Regions from separate parts of the Zea mays genome. Here region 2 is linked to region 1. The links are chromatin contacts, called in public Hi-C maps. All regions are on one chromosome and are shown on one strand. The core of a region is the stretch at or near the end of the contact, and the rest is flanking DNA. Distances in the headings are between cores, read along the strand shown.

What was found. Hi-C and Micro-C count contacts between places; a contact is called where the count stands out from the background.
Region 2: a Hi-C map of leaf shows a contact between it and region 1, with 7 times the contacts expected there. The contact joins the promoter of LOC542332 here to the promoter of LOC100193820 in region 1. A contact is called at or near these places in 2 of 25 Hi-C or Micro-C datasets (leaf and tassel).

Annotation. Positions count from the first base shown.
Region 1 is chr1:269,478,583-269,481,414 of Zm-B73-REFERENCE-NAM-5.0, reverse strand. LOC100193820 (disheveled-associated activator of morphogenesis 2) reads left to right here and starts at 1,484. Exons shown (of 3, transcript XM_008667002.2): 1 at 1,484-2,184. The coding sequence starts at 1,633.
Region 2 is chr1:269,695,952-269,698,783 of Zm-B73-REFERENCE-NAM-5.0, reverse strand. It overlaps LOC542332 (permease 1), which reads right to left and starts at 1,451. Exons shown (of 14, transcript NM_001111914.2): 1 at 1,236-1,451; 2 at 991-1,088; 3 at 714-890; 4 at 500-600; 5 at 306-381; 6 at 152-211; 7 at 1-66. The coding sequence starts at 1,329.

The DNA.
Region 1 (2,832 bases), core at 235-2,734:
CGGTTCAATCCCTCACTCTTGGTTCAGAGTGGGGTGTATTTTTTTCTTTTATAAGAACCCTTCTTTTTCTTCTACCTTAATTCAATGATATGCAGCTCTCCGACATATTCAAGGAAAAAAAGATTCATTCGTTTGAATGAAGACCTTAGGTAAAGGCACATCACTAACAGGACTTAGGTCCTATATATATATATATATATATATATATATATATATATATATATATATATATATATATATATATATATATATATATATATATATATATATATATATATATATATATATATATATATATATATATATATATATATATATATATCCCAAGCTCGAGTTAAAGTTATCCCAAGCTCGAGTTAAAGTTAGATACTAAATTTTACATTGTCTTCAATTATTTACGTGATCTAATGAATTATTTTTATTTCTGATGTGGACTGAAGTTTTAGATAACATTTTCCTCCATGTTAAAGCTTGGAATGACTAAAGTTTATTGGCTAATTAGACTTTAGACCCATTACCACTAGGGCCTTGGAACTGTTTACTTGGATTATAATTTACTCAAATTATATAATCTAACTTTTATTTTAAACTTATATTGTAGTCCCACGGAAGCAGAGGTATATCGGTCTCTGGTGTTATTTGGTTGTACTCCCTCCGTTTGTTTTTATATGTCGTTTATTGGTATAATTTGAACTGTGCGAAGTCAAATAATTAAAAAAACGGAGGTAGTATTCCTATATAATAAAGCCGAAGGCGGACACAATACTCGCATCACGTGTGTCCATGTCATCATTTTTAATATCAATCATACGATTCAGATCCAATGGACACGAGCTCTCTCACCTACGTTTGTACGTATGTAACATCTAACAGGGATGGGAAGGAAATTGTTGATTACATATTTTGTTTGGTTCATCTTGGTGGCAACAACTAATATACAATCAGGTCTTATGTACAAGTATGCAAGCGAGGTTTCTGATCTGTTAGATCATGATCCAACTATAACATAATCATGGTTTGTTATTGAGTTTTCTATAAATCTACACGAGGTGACGGTGGAAGGGTTTAAGTGTTAAATGTGATACATGGTTGGATCATAATCTAATAATCAGGAACCTCACTTACACACTTGCACATAATGCCTGATTGCATATGCAACGACTAATATGGAAGCATGTACTAGGTGCAAGCATGCAATCAGACATTTTGATTTGAGATCCAGCGGTATATCAAATTTAGCATTTAAACCCTTCCACCACTTAACTTTATAAAAAGAAACTTTAACAAAACACAATTGTATTTACCGTTGGATACAGATCTAATGGACTAAAAAGTTAATTTGTACGTTTGCATCTAATAACTGTTTACATATTAGTATTAGTTGTTGTCCATTGTATATTAGTTGTTGCCCAACTTGATAACAGCACGGCGGGGTCCCGTTGATAGTGAAGCAAACAAAATGATCATGACCTGACTCTGAAACCTCGTGGAGGTGGAATTGGAACCCAGGCCCGCACAGCAAGCCCATTTGCCGGCACCTACCCAGGCTCCCCGCCTACCCATACTTATACACGTTATGACGCCCCACCGAAGCGGAGAAAAAAAAACGTGCTGTCTTCCCGTCTCTTCCCAATGCGGCGTCTCGCTCTCCTCTTCCTCCTGCCTCTCCTCCTCGCCACCGGCGTCACCACGGCGTCAGCGGAGCCCGCGACCCCTCCCGCCTCTCCTCCTCCTCCTCCTCCTCCTCCTCCTCCTCCTCCTCCTCCACCGCCTCCGCCGACCCTCGCCGAGCTCCTCCCGAAGTACGGCCTGCCCCCGGGCATCTTCCCCTCGACCGTCACCGCCTTCTCGCTCGCCAGCAACGGCAGCCTCACCGTCGACCTCGCGGGGCCCTGCTACGTACACTTCGAGTATCTCACCTACTTCGAGCCCCACATCACGGGGGTGCTCCGCTACGGCTCCCTCTCCGACCTCCAGGGCATCCAGGTCCGCCGCTTCCTCATCTGGTTCAACGTCATCCGCATCAAGGTCGACCTACCCCCGCCTCCGCGCTACGTCTACCTCGACATCGGGTGGATCACGCGCAAGCTCCCTGCTGCGGACTTCCAGTCGCTCCACGCCTGCGAGGACTCCAGGAGGTGCCGCCTCACCTCCGCGCTTGCCGTCGCCGCCAAATGGTTCCAGGTACCTACCCCAAGTTCTTCAGCAACCTGACTGTGTTGAACCAGTTCCTTGTCTGTGCTTATCGGATATTATCAGTAAACCTAGTCCAGGATGGCAAATTGTGTAGACAAGTATCCAGTGAGTTTGATTTCTGTCTGCGTTTTTTTTTTTTTTGGGTGGGGTGGGGGTCAAACCCGTGGATTCCAGTGAAGTTATCGTAGGAGTTTCGTACGGGGCTTGTGCTCTTTCTAGAGGCTTTCTCGTTGTTTGATGTTGATGGTGATTGGTTTTGACATTTCTGTAGACTGGATGTAGCGTGGTTGCTAAGGGAGAACATGCTGAGAATTTCTTATTGTGAATAAAATTGACATGGCAATTAAAGGGACGCCACGCGACTGTAAAATATTCATATGCATGACTTCATCGCGAGGAAGGTTCATTAGAGGGTCCTAAATATAGTTTACCTTTCAATTTTATTACATGTTAACTTTGCGCTGGGAGAGTAAGGTATTGAGGATCAGTGTAGTTACTGATTACGGTGCTGGTGAAAGAGGTCTAATGATTTGAGATTATTGTTTGTGGTATTGCGCTATTTACTGAACAAGAGGCTGGGCTGGTAGCATCACACTATTACTGAAAGAAGACACTCTACCTATACTCAAGTGATTT
Region 2 (2,832 bases), core at 202-2,701, 220 kb before region 1:
GACGGTCACCAGCACGGCGCACCGGCTGAACACGAAGCTCCCCTTAGCGAACACGTGGGAGGCGTACTGCAAAGGCGGAAGCGGGTGTCAGTTGCTGCTGCATGCAGCCGTACGGTGGAGTCATCTTCTACCGGGAACGGGTTGCTGTTACCTCTGCGAAGATCACCAGGAGGACAAGGGCGGGGAGACCCACTTCGATGCACTTGGTGACCTGAGGTTGCAAGAAACTAGAGTGATTAGCAAGCAAGCTGCGGCGTCCAAAGAAGGCGAGTCTGCTCTGCCGTGGCGCTGTGCCGCGAGCTCACCCCGGGGAACGCGAAGAAGAAGAGTCCCAGGCCCGTGAGCGTGACGAAGGGGACCGCCGCGAGGGGGCTCAGGAACCTGAAATGCACGGGTCGCCACGGCGCAGCGACAGCGACAGCGTTAGTACAGGAGCAGGAACAGAGACGACGTTTGGTTTGATTGACAGCGTGACTACAGAAGCAAAATGACCACCAACCTAATAAAGACTCTCCATATGCCGAAGAAGCCGACGACGGCCTGGAAGACGCCGGCGATGATGAGCGCGCCCTGGAGCGACCTCATCGTGAACACGAATCTCTGGACAGACGACACCAGCCAACGGTGGATCAGCTGCGGCGACCGAAGAGAGAAGAAGAGAGGAAGCACCGAAGCGATCCTCGGAGACGTGAGCGTGCAGTTGCGCTACGCACCTCGAGAGGGTCGATGAGGAGCGCGTATCGCGGGCTCAGGATGATGGCCACGGCCGGGTAGATGTAGGTGTAGGAGCCGCTCATCACGGCGGGGAGCCGCGTGCCGAAGTGGACCTGCAGCAGCGTGTTGATCCCGGAGAGGAACAGGATGGTCTGGATCACGATCGCCTTCTCGGCCTGCATGTGTCCGTGCGCTCATCTATCAGTGCCCGTCCGTCCAGGTCCAGGCAAACGACGAAATAAAGGGGAATGAAAGAAGAAGGAAGGTCAGTCTCACATGGCCGCCGCCCATGAGCGGGACGATGATGGTGGCGATGAGGACGGTGGTGCCGAGCATGACCAGGTAGTGCTGGAAGCCAACGAGCACCGTCGTGACTGCAGCAGAGCACGGAACGACAAGCGGTTCAGCGCCCACGGAGACCATCGACCGGCGTCAGTCATCAGTCAGTGCGTGTAGGCGGGTGGCAATCTAAGCAAACCGAACAGAACCAAATGGTGGCAGGCAGAGCTGTAATAACGTACTCCATGGCGGGGGGCTGGTGATGCAGTAGTCGAGGCCGGCGAACTGCTCCTTGACGGCGTGCACAACCAGGTCCTCGGCCTTCACGGGAGGCATGGCGCCGGCCGGCCGGCCGGGCTAGCTAGCTAGCTCCTCGGCGCACCAGCGCTGTAGGTTTTGTGGAGGAAGACGAAGGAAGAGGGTGATCCGTGGCAGTGCGACGGACGACGGAGGAAGTCGATGGGAGAGGGGGAGGTTTGCGAAGAAGCGGTCGGGGGAAGAATCGCCGGAGTGGCTGCCCTTTATGTAAGCCCGGGCCTCTGCTGGCGCTGTCGCCTGTCGCGTGCGTGCGTGCGTGCGTTTCGGGTGCAGCTGTGCTGTGTGCAGTGCAGCATCAGTAGTATCCTTTCAGGTTTCACCGCACCACGTCCTAATCATCAGGGACCAGTTTGTTTTTTCAGATCACCTGTTCTTCTTTCATCTTTTATCATCTTGTGTACTCCTTTTTTATTTGTCAGGTTTTAGTTCAAAAATAAATTAGCCGATGACAAATATTCAAGAACGGAAGTAGTAATTAACTAAAAAAATAAAATACTTAGCGGACTTAAACTGGCATTTGGCGTACATAGTCCAATCTGCCCGCCTGGCCCACACCTGTTGTCTAACGGGCAATGGATCACCTCTCCGACTCGGAGCATCTCTTAGTGCAAACGAGTCTCATGTTCCGTTAGATTATGATCCAATCATATATTATATTTTAACAATTAAACCCTTTGCTCGTGTAGTTTTATAAACCCCTCAACAAACCATGATTGTAACTATGGTTGGATCATGATCTAACGGATCGGGAGGTTAAGCAATCAACAATGTAATCCCTACAAATTTTATTTATTGTTTGATGTTGTTGTGTTATATAAGAGTTGTAAAAGAGAAATACTAAATGACACATTTTTCTGGGGCAATGCAACACTCGATTTTATGGGTGTCTCGATTCAAGCCCTTGCCATGTGATTAGCTTGGTTAGGGTTTGAGGTCAAGTGACCTTCCTTCTCCAATTCTGAAGGGTCTAGAAGAAAAATCTAGGAAAGAAGTTCATACCGACGATGGTGCAGCATGGTGTGGGCGCAATAGGGGTGAGGAGGCGGCGATGTCCTTGATGGGGGCAATGGAGGAAGACAGTTGGACAGGGAAATGGGGAGTCACAGTGATGCCCTAGCGAAGTTGAGTTAGCACGGTGGTGGTGGGGAACCATAGGAGACGAGGCAGGTGGGCAAGACGGAGGTGTTTCATGGAAATGCCATGAGTGACGAGAGGTAGAAAAGATGAGAGGCAACAAGAACCCTAAGGTATAAGAAAATGATAACGACTATTCAATCTCCATCCTATGAAAAATTTAAATGTTGAACCGTTCAAAACACCCAGTTGTGAGGTAGATAGATCCTCGTAAAAAAACAGTGTCACTAGATCCATAAACAGTGTAGCCAAAACACTAAGCGATTTCAACTTGGGACAAAGGCCTAGAGCTAGAAAGAAACATAGGTTGCATCCATAAATGTCCTATATAATATCCATTCGTGCACTGGTAAGATCTTAGTGAAAAGAAAATAGAGCAGATTTTGC